Regions from separate parts of the Mus musculus genome. Here all the other regions are linked to region 2. Evidence: chromatin contacts called from public Hi-C data. All regions are on one chromosome and are shown on one strand. The core of a region is the stretch at or near the end of the contact, and the rest is flanking DNA. Distances in the headings are between cores, read along the strand shown.

Region 1 (3,333 bases), core at 218-2,717, 110 kb before region 2:
CTGGAAAGAATGTCAGCTGTTGTTTCTTTAATGTTCCTGAATTCTTATCAAGCTTGTGCTACAAACATGCCTAACCCTGCTTAAGAGAAATAAGCATGGTCCTAAGCATCCATGGGAGGGGGTCTTCTGGTCCCTGATTAGAAGCAGCCTAAAGAAAGATATCGATGTTATCCAGATACTGCCAAAAAGAATGATTAAAAAAAAAAATCAAGCTGGGCGTGGTGGCGCACGCCTTTAGTCCCAGCACTTCGAAGGCAGAGGCAGGCGGATTTCTGAGTTCAAGGCCAGCCTGGTCTACAGAGTGAGTTCCAGGATAGCCAGGGCTACAGAGAAACCCTGTCTCAAAGAAGAAAAAAAATCTACCATGTTGAATTAAAGCTATGATTTTTATAATTGCTCTATAAACAGTGAGGTCATTTCTATTACCTAGATATATCCAGATATTTTTCAAATAGCTTAACTTAAAGAAACTATGGAGGTGAAAGGTTCAAAGTTGAGAGTTTTTGGTTATAGTATGAAAATGTTTCTTTGGATAAATTTAGTATCTGGTTACCATGAAAGATTTCAGGCTATCGGTATGCAACTACATTATTCAGAGACAAATTGAGGTCCATCACTGTCTGGGCAGATTCACATTGTTCTCCTGGCTCAGCTCTCCAGGGTCGAAGCTTCCCACTAGAGAGCTAAGCAGCAGCCACCAATCAGAAGCCGATGTTTCTCACCAGTGCCAAAGACCAGTCACCTGGGGACTTGGGTCTCAGGTACAGTCTCTGGTTCAAGCATGCACCAGATCTCAAGTTGAAAGAAGCAGTATTACTGCAATCATACCTAAAAGAGTGACTTAAGTCACTCGCTTAAGCCAGATCTACAGAGAGAGAGAGAGCAGCCATTTCTAATGTGTCTCTTCAGACTCAACCCATGTGCAGAGGCAATATATAAAAACAGCCCTACAAACTTCCTGTGAAGAGCTGTCCAATGATGGGACACCCTGGAATCAGAAATCCCCACGTCATGTCGAGGGCAGAACACACTTGTGAAAATACTGAAGTGGTAAAAATCTTACCCACAATGTCTCACCTCCCTTTCTGACAGGTCTGCTAAACAGATCGCAGAATTCCAATGTTGAAATAAATGAACTCTAAGGATATAACTAAGCCCTGTGAATTGCTTTCCTAATGTAGATACCTGGGATGATACGGATATTTGTATTCAAGCCCCCAGTGTTCAACATCACAAAGGTCATTTCCCTTGCTAAAGTGGGCGAAGGGTGGTGGTCACTTCCTTGCCATAGTCCACAAAAGCAAAGACAATTCACCGCTCATTCAGCCTCAAGGAACAGTAAATACCAGACCCGATGGACAGGAAGCTCCATTCCTTGGGTCACATTTCCTGTTGCACAGAGTTCGTGTGTCACGGGTTACTGAGCAAACACGTTGCAGTATGCTGATCTCTGCAGCCTGCGGTACTTCATGTAGCCCCGGCCTCCAAGAAGTAGGTAATAGGTTATCTGCCCACTGCTGTCTGCGGCTCAGCCTAAGACCAGCTGGATAACCCCATTGTATTTAAATCTTCTCTAAAATGACCACACTCTAATCTGTGCTGAGGGTCATTCTGGGAGTTGCCCACAACAGTAAAGACAATACTTTGCCTATTAATCCTGTGTAATCCCACGTGGCAAGGAAAATTAAGATTTGGTTTCTCACTACAAAAAGTGCATACACTGGCTGGAACCTAATATGATGAAGAGAGTGCCTGAACAGGTTATACAGCGCATGCAGGGTCTCTAAGTCAAGAATGCAGGAATAGAGGAAGTGGGTATTTGATTATTAGGAAAAATGTATCGATCAGATCAAGTTTTAGCACATTAGCATCTTGGATATGAACTATAGAATTATTTTAGCTATCTCTCCTTTTTTTCCTCTCTAACTTCCTTCCTCCCTCCCTTCTCATATCTCTGCCTGCATGGACATTGTAATTGGCCAGGAGTAGCTAAGTTGTGTGTGGCTAAAACAATACTACCCAAGTGGACTGGCAGAATCAGGTGGGTAGACCCTGAGTGAGCACCTGTGCATACTGACTCAGAACTTCTGGGATGGAACCCGTGAACCTGTGCCTAATACCTCTCCTGGTCATCCCACACTTGGTGAGATGGACAGAAATGCACTAATGTCTTGAGCGTTACAGTCTCCTGTGCAAAAGTCATACTGCCTGCCAAACTGGCCTGCTAGAAGCGAAAGTGAACAGGAAATGGGGTGGGGGTTAGGGGGTAGGGGGTGGGGTCCTGACCAGAGAGGAGCAGGCCCTTCATTTTGCAGCTCCTCCAGAGAGGAAACCCTGAAACTTCACTGCTAAGCCCAGAGAAGTGAAGAAATGGTAGAAGGGACCCTGGCATCGTGGCCCAGTGGGAGAATGCTTGCCCAGTTTGTGTGAAGTCCTGAGTGAGTGGGTTCTCTAAGGAAAAGAAGAAAGGAGAAAGGGTGGGAGGCAGGGAGGGAGAGAGGGAACGCTAAAGACCCCGTGCTCCTTAGCACTAGCTGGGAGCTGTGTAGTTAACATCGCTGGCCTCTATATGGCTTCCAGGAAAATCCACAAAGGAGGCGTTTCTAAGGAGCACCAAGGGGCGTCATTATACCCCTACTGTGAGTCAGACTGCTGCAAACACAGTAATAAAAAATCCAAGAGACTGGTGAGCATGAAACAGTTTTTAATATACCATCATGCAGAAGGGGGAAGCCAAATCACTGATCTAGCACAAAAATAGGGGTTTTAAAAATCCTGGAGAAATTTCTGTCCTCTTCTATAGGCTGGAACTTGGACTCCGTCCAAATCACTCTCATAGACCTTGGACACAAAGGCTCAGCCAATGAACAATCTGGGACATAGGGCTGCCGCTCTCCCCATTTTGGATCCTGGGCTCAGTCACTTTTCTAACCCTCAGAAGCTGAGACAGACAGACCCCAGCTTCCAGTTAGGAGAGGGAGGGAGGAAGGGACCTTATGCCTCCTCTAAGGCCAACGCACTCTAGTTCATCTCATCCTGAAACAGAAGTAACAGCTTATTCTTTACATGGGGCCATGCTCCTGGATGGCCCAGCTGTGAACCCCCTGGATTCAGCCAGTGCCCAGTGCAGCAGAGATAACATTTCTGTCTTCTGGAAGATTGCCAGGTCCAGCATGGCCTTGATAGGGACAGAATAACATAGTTCCTGCCCCTGGGACAGGGCCAGCAGGCGTGGGCCTCCACAAGTGTCAATGGCTGCTGTGGGCATAATGTACATATTTGATGTTCCTCCTTTGAGGAATGTCCTCCCCGTTAACATTGATGCCTCCACAA
Region 2 (3,607 bases), core at 509-3,008:
TCTTAGGCCAAGAACAAAGATATAGGTGCTGACTTAAATCTAACAGAGGGCACTTTCTTCCAAAAGAACCATTACTGCCTCTTCACAGGAATTCATCCATTCTTTTTCTATTTCTTTAGACTAGTTGTGAATTCCATGCTGAAACCCAATGGTTCAGAAATGGAGTTAACTTTCATGAAACCATTTATTTTTATCCTTTTAATTGTTAAGATAGGAACTCAAAAAAGACAAATTCCCATTAATTTCAAGAAACAACAACAAAAAAAGGCATGACGTAGGAATGCCTTGGGAAAGAAATCTCTATAACAGACACAAGATAGCTTTAATCCTTTTAACCATCTGTTTTACCCAGTAGCACCATCCAAGTATTAACACATTGAGGATTAACTAGACCCAGAAGCCAGGCAGTGGTAGTGCATGCCTTTAACCCCAGCACTATTTAAGAGTTAGAAACTAGCCTGGGCCATGGGACCTTGTTTCAGCAAACAGGTTCCGGCTGGGCAATGGTGGCACACACCTTTAATCCCAGCACTCAGGAGGCATAGGCAGGCAGATCTCTTGAGTTTGAGGCCAGCCTGGTCTACAAAGTTGAATCCCAGGTCAGCCAGGGCTAGAGAAACGCTGTCCCAAACACACACACACACACACACACACAGACTTGTGTTCTATTATTCTTTTTTCTTCAAATAACACCTGTCTGAGCAACAATGAATGCTTTCAAATGGCTTATGTCTAGAGTAGAAGTATATGATTAGTAAAAAATAGGTACTGCCATATCACTAGTTGTATGGCAGCTTCAGCAGTATTTATTTTGGCAGAATAGCAGCTACACCATCCAGCTTTGGAACTTTAGAGGCAGAAATTCAAAGGTATGATTTAAAATTAGATGGTCTTTATGGCCACTATACTGCATTCTCCCAAAAGTCACATGCATTTAATGTTTACTTTCCCAGCATGCAACTCAACTGTTGGCATAAGCAGTGTAAGTTGCTGAGTAATTCCTATTCCACAGTGCTGTGGGCTGAACTGTGTACCCCTCATTCCAACTCACATTTGAAGTCTAACTCCCCACATCTCACACTGTATTTAGAGACAAGGCCTATAGTAGATAAAGCAAGGTGAGATGGTATGGTTGGGCTTAATTATGCCTGTTCTGTTGCTTTGAAACATCATCTCTGAGTGGAACCCAAGTGATCCTCCCTCCTGTCTCTACTTCTGCAGTGCTGGGACTACAGGCATGTGCCACTACACCAAGTTTGCTTGCCCTGTAAGATTAGGACAAACACAAGGGAAGAGAACCAAAGGGAGGCACACAAAGACCACAAGATCTACACAGCAAGACAGGTAGTATCAGAAGAAAAACTGCACATGAAGAGAAATGGTGTCAAATTCCCACTGAAGTTGAAAAACAACTTGAATTTTCAGGCCCTATAACTGCAAGGAATGAACTTTTTAAAGGGCTAGGTTTGCCAAACTATATAGTCAGCTTAAATTTTTTAGCAAAATGCTCCCAGCACACTGTCGTCTTTAAAAGATACCCAGTGTCTTTTAAGTTGGGCTTGGTAAAGAGGACATAAGCCCTGTCCATCCCATCCCCCTATCACTGTGGATGGACCTTCACAATCCTGCTGTTATCTGTGCTTGGGAATATAAAACCATAGCACTTACGTGTAGCAGGCAGTAAAGGTAAAGAGAACTGCAATCAACTGAAAACTGAAGCATGGTCTCTTAGTTGTCATGTTAAAACTGGCACAGCTCTTGGTGATAACCCTATGCCCTCTGCTGTACACATTTCAGTTAATCAACTGATCAAAGTTTCATTTGGTTATAGGGTTATCTTTTTCTTCTGCCCCTTTTTACTGAAATTGTTATTTAGTAACATTTAAGTGAATAATAGATCCTATGGGTAAGCTGTAGGTAATGAGCAGTGTTGTAAAATTTCCTTTTGTGCTAAAAATAAATGCCCACTTTCTAGAGATTTTGAGTAAAACAGACATGACTCTTCAGGACTCCTGAACTCCAGTGTTTGTCTGGAGTGAAGCAATATATGGCCAGCTAGCAACTGAACTCAAAAGGACTCCAACTCACTGAAGGTCATATCCTCCATGCCTCCCTGGATACAAAGGGGAAAGGAGGGGAGGAGCCTTGGAGTACACTGATTTATATGTGCAATGGAGGATGCCTGACAAAGCAGTATGTTTTAAAAACAGGGAAGTGCTTTTTTCATTAAAAATGAGAATTATACCTAAAGAATAGATGACTTTGGCTTTTCTTCTTTAAATGCCCGGCGTTTAAAGTTGTTAAAGTATCTACTATCCAGTGTGACAACTTGAGATGGATAGCCATGGGGAAAACAAAACAAAACAAAACAAATGACATCATTGGGATTACAGGTAAGACAAAAGGGAACCCAAAGTACAGACAAGAACACAGAAAAACCTTAAGAGAGTACAGATGCCATGACATTTATTAAAAGGCATGCTACAATGCTATATGTGTTAGGAAAAGAGGCTGAGATTCCAAGGAACAGTTATCAAATATACAAACCTAAGGGAAGCGGAATCAATATTGTAGTGTACAGAAGCTTGAATTAACCATGCACTACACAGTTAGAAAATACGTTTTTTAATATTTTCTCCTCTTTGCATTTATAACATAATTCACTTAGACAATCACAGAATCCTTTTCTTCCAATACCACAAACTGTATTACAAATGAAATCTGGTACTGCTGCTTATCAAAATATACAAGACAATCGCTGTTTTATATAAAACCACTTTATATGTTAACTTGTTCCCGAAAACCTTTTTTTTTTTTCTTTTTGGCCTGGTTTAAAAAATGTTGTTACAAATATTTACAGCATTTTCTTCTGTTAGATGAACATCCTTACAAACAGAAAAGGGAATTTTATGAACAGACCATGTAAAACATTAGACAATGTTCGAGGCGTCTAGCTGTGCTATTCCTTCCTCAAATACAGTTCTGAAAACAACCGTCCATCCTTCTGTCTCGCTCTGTTCATGGTCAACTCCCATTTTCTCTAAGTAGTCTATTCACCAATAGGAAAGGAAAAGTCAAGGCCGCTCTGCATGGGATCTTTTAGGAAAGAGCTCAGGGAAAATGCTTCACCTTTGAGTTAAAACCAGAACAAGCAGTCTTTGGTCAGAGCAATGAGGTGAAACTTCAGTGTAAAACTTGGTGTGGTCAGCAATCTTGGTGATTAGTACTTCCTGGATATGGGATGTGTTTTTAAAGATCTGGGTAACAATGAGTGGCAAGGAAAAAAACAAATAACAAAAGACAACCAAGAAACAAAAAAGACTAGAGGATGATAGTCTTAAAGACGCCAAAACAAAAACAAAACCAAAAACCTCCTACCTAAAATACCTGTTCTTACAAAGGACATACCAACAAACCTCTGCTGACAGTGTGAAGTGAAATTTGCTATGAGCAGCTTTCGGTTATGACTGCTATCAACACCAAGGCCCCTGACAAGCTGCGAAAGCTACGGTGACTACCATAAAGACCGAGAGCAGTTCTGCTCTTCAACTGGTAACACATAATGCTGAAGGCATAAGTGTAGCTGACTTTTTAACTCAGTCATAAC
Region 3 (3,482 bases), core at 725-3,224, 97 kb after region 2:
AGGAATGAAAATGAAAACACAGCATATTGAAACCTTCAGGATTCAGTTAAAGAAACAAAAAAACAAAAAAACAAAAACAGTGCTCAGAGGAAGTCTACAGGAAAGAGTGCTTGCATCAACAAAGTAGATTGCAGACACACAACGGAACAATGTATCATTCGGAACTAGAAGATAAGAACAAAGCAGAACTTAGTGAAAAAGAAAGAAATTACAAATAAGCACATTCTATGACAAGCCTGGGGCTATGGAGGCTCGGGTAGTAAAATGCTCACACTGAAAACACAGGGACCTGAGTTAATTTCCAGAATCCTTATACAAAAAGTCCCGAGTGGTGGCCTGTTGGGTGGCAGAGACAGTTGGATCCCTTGGGGCTCCTTGGCCAGCCCAGCTAGACTAGCCAGTGAGCTTAAATTTAAGACCCCAAACTATGTAACCAGTGGAAGGAAATAGAGGAGAAATGCCTTAGAACAACAGTATTGACGAAGATCTTTTGGGTCTGACCCTTAAAGCACAGGAAACGAAAGCAATAATTGACCATACACACAAATAAATAATAGATTTAAAAAAATATACCAAATAACTGGTGAATATGAAAAGAAAGGGAGACTCACATGCTGTTGGTGAACATATGAATTAATATTGCTACTATTATGGGTAACTTCATTGAAGTGTCTCAGATAATTGACGAGCAAGTTTCTGGTTGTGTCATATGGTGCAGACTTAGGTGGTGTTTTGCTGAGGCAAGACCTGTGAGAGGATACATGGTGTTTGGAAAGAGTGTAAATAGGACTCAGCAGACAGTGACAATACAACTGCATAGCTCTTTGTTGGTCTTGCGTCTTCACTGGTCTTCACTTTGTGAGAGAGGCATGGCAGAGAACTCCAGCTGGTCCTGGTCGCTTCCACTGACTCCTGCTGATTTGGTGGATGCCTGGCAGTTTCTGCTGGATCGTGCCACCACTGCTGATTCATGCTTTCTATCCTGACACCACTGAACTGGACTGCTGGCATCCTGACAAATGGAGATTGAAATGACCCCAATGAACTACTTCTAAACAGGTCCGCATCCCCTTGTCCAAATCTTTTCTCCCTACCTTTGGACAGTGAGCTAGATAGAAAGGAGAGTCAAAGCATTTGAGAACCCTTATTAAAGTAGGTTTTTAAAAAAATCTAAGCCTATGGATAACTAGAACTTGAAGCACCCTATGATCCAGTAATCCACTTAAAATCTACACACTAAAGATCAATGTATATGTTTAATATATCTGTACTCACACATATTGCAGCCAAGAAATGGTTCATGCCTGCAGTCCCAGTACTCAGAAAGCTGCCATCAATTTAAGGCTAGCCTGGACCTCAAAAATAAGACCTGCAGGGCGTGGTGGCACATGCCTTTAATCCCAGCACTTGGGAGGCAGAGGCAGGCAGATTTCTGAGTTCGAGGCCAGCCTGGTCTACAAAGTGAGTTCCAGGACAGCCAAGGCTACAGAGAAATCCTGTCTCGAAAAAAAAGAAAAAAGAAAAAAAAAAAAAAAAGCCCTGCATGCATTATCTTCCCTTTATAGTTGCTATCTATTCTCTCACGTTTTTGTGTTCTCAAAAAACAACAAAAAAAGCAAACTTCTGTTTGTTTTTTTATGAGCTCGAATCTTACTTGGAGTCCAGGGCTTGCCTGAAACTCACTACCTTCTTGACTTAGCCCCCCAATCAGTGAATTACAGGCATGGATCACCACAACCCGCTTTTGATAATGTTCTCCATAGCCATGTCTTTTCTTTGTAGGAGAGACACTGAGATCCTGGACAGCGTGTTGTTGTTTTTCCTTTAACCTCCTCAGCCTTTGTTTTGCAGGCTGTTGCTACTGCCGTTCATGACATTTGCACTCTAGATTTTTCTCCGTGGTGTTGCAAACCATCACAACAACTTGCCCTCTGGAGATTTTCAGCAATTTTAAGGGACAGTTTTTGGCTGTTCAAACTCAGAACTGGCAATGGATGAGGCAAAGTTACACAACAGTGTCATGTATCTAGTGCTGCTCAGCTAGCTCTCCTTGTAAAATAGGTTAGAGTGGTAGACTTTATGTTAGGTGTGTTTTACTATAGTAAGTGGATAAACTGGCAAAGGGTGCTATTGGCATCTATAGATTACAGACCAGGAAGTTATTGAACTTATTATATAACGCCCACAATAGCCTTCTACACAAGAATTATTTAACCACAAAGGCCAACCATTAAGGTTGGGAAATCTTGCTGTCAGTTATTAGCTGTGTCATGAAAAATATACATGTGATTATCCATCGAGCAAACAGTTTTACTTTCAGAAATATATGGTAGAGAAATAGGGGTGCTGAGCAAGAGTACACACATGTCCAAATATTTTTTATGGCAACACTTTATCATAGAGACAAGTCTGAAAATACCTAAATGTCTTAAATTTGTGTTTCACCGCAGATACAAAGGATTACATTAATTTGGAACACACTCAGATGAAGACAGACTATAAACTGCTTTTAAACAGTTAAGGTAGGGAATTGATAAGAAAGTTCAGCAGGCAAAGGTGCTTGTCACAGAGAGGCATGGCTATCTAAGTTTGATCCTTGAAACTCCCTTAAAGGTTGGGTAGAGAACTAAGTCCACAAAGTTGAAGTCATCCTCTGACTTTTACACACTCACCCAGAGCACACACATCCACAGTCAAGTACACATGATGTACACACACACACACACACACACACACACGGTTAAGGTAGGTTTTTTTTGGGTATAAACATGGAAAGAGCTCTGTAATACACTCAGCAAAACAAAACCAGAAGTGGGCTTGCTAGTCCATGCCTGTAGCCCCAGAATTTGGAAGGCTGACATGGAAGAAGTGTGAGTTCCAGGCCAGCCAGGGCTACATAAAAAGACCCTATCTTAAACATTAAAAAAAAAAAAAAAAAAAAAAAAGAACAAAACTATGTTTTGATACAGTGTAGTTGATATAAAGTCTTCCCTCTGCTTTAAAGAGATGAAAAACGTAATGATAATATAAAGGCCAGTATTAGAAGAGGGTGCTCTCTCCCTTGCCTTTGGGATTACACATCATCACCAGGGAAATACAAATGACAGTACAGGGATGAGGATATCCTACAACATCGCATAACCCCTGACAGTAATGAAGCAAACAAGAGGAGACACAGGAATCCTATATGGAAGGTTGGTACCATAACAGAAGCAATTGCTACACTCGGAAAACTCCAGGGATTTCTCAGAAGGCGACTCTGGGGCAAAGCGACCTATCTTGTGTGAGAAGAAAACGAACATTTTCAAGAGACCCTTGACTCTCCTAAAGTCACTGAAAATATCTGCCCTTGGTCATAACATACAGTTAATTTTTTTTCTTTTTAAAAGATTTATTTTTTAATTAAAATTTTAAAAAATTCAAAACAATTTTAGTGTGTGTGTGTTTAAGCATATGAAGGTACCCATGGAGTCCAGAAGAGG

The links. A called contact is a pair of places that touch in the nucleus more often than the background predicts.
Region 1: a contact with region 2 is called in a Hi-C map of liver, with 2.7 times the contacts expected there. The contact joins two enhancer-like sites. A contact is called at or near these places in 55 of 484 Hi-C or Micro-C datasets (B cells, the C2C12 cell line, CD4 T cells and 30 more), 4 of 115 datasets of contacts at active chromatin or transcription factors (CD8 T cells, bone marrow-derived dendritic cells, embryonic stem cells and 1 more) and 4 of 9 other capture datasets (adipose tissue, embryonic stem cells, liver and 1 more).
Region 3: a Hi-C map of liver shows a contact between it and region 2, with 3 times the contacts expected there. The contact joins two enhancer-like sites. A contact is called at or near these places in 2 of 39 promoter capture datasets (the C10 cell line and liver), 1 of 15 datasets of contacts at CTCF or cohesin (the NIH/3T3 cell line), 18 of 484 Hi-C or Micro-C datasets (B cells, CD4 T cells, the G1E-ER4 cell line and 11 more), 7 of 115 datasets of contacts at active chromatin or transcription factors (CD8 T cells, bone marrow-derived macrophages, embryonic stem cells and 2 more) and 4 of 9 other capture datasets (adipose tissue, embryonic stem cells, liver and 1 more).

The regions. Positions count from the first base shown.
Region 1 is chr4:59,361,829-59,365,161 of GRCm38.p6, forward strand. The region is part of intron 10 of Susd1 (sushi domain containing 1); the gene reads right to left. Among named protein-coding and RNA genes, the nearest start is that of Susd1, 75 kb to the right of the region's middle. Within about 2 kb of position 1,468, at least 54 of the 459 cell types and tissues checked have an H3K27ac peak or open chromatin away from gene starts, as enhancers often do. A contact at or near this core is called in liver, where this site is marked.
Region 2 is chr4:59,469,428-59,473,034 of GRCm38.p6, forward strand. Ptbp3 (polypyrimidine tract binding protein 3) reads right to left here. Exons shown (of 14, transcript NM_178164.3): 14 at 2,441-3,607. Among named protein-coding and RNA genes, the nearest start is that of Susd1, 33 kb to the left of the region's middle. Within about 2 kb of position 1,759, at least 2 of the 459 cell types and tissues checked have an H3K27ac peak or open chromatin away from gene starts, as enhancers often do. A contact at or near this core is called in liver, where this site is marked.
Region 3 is chr4:59,565,862-59,569,343 of GRCm38.p6, forward strand. No RefSeq gene overlaps it. Among named protein-coding and RNA genes, the nearest start is that of Hsdl2, 14 kb to the right of the region's middle. Within about 2 kb of position 1,975, at least 27 of the 459 cell types and tissues checked have an H3K27ac peak or open chromatin away from gene starts, as enhancers often do. A contact at or near this core is called in liver, where this site is marked.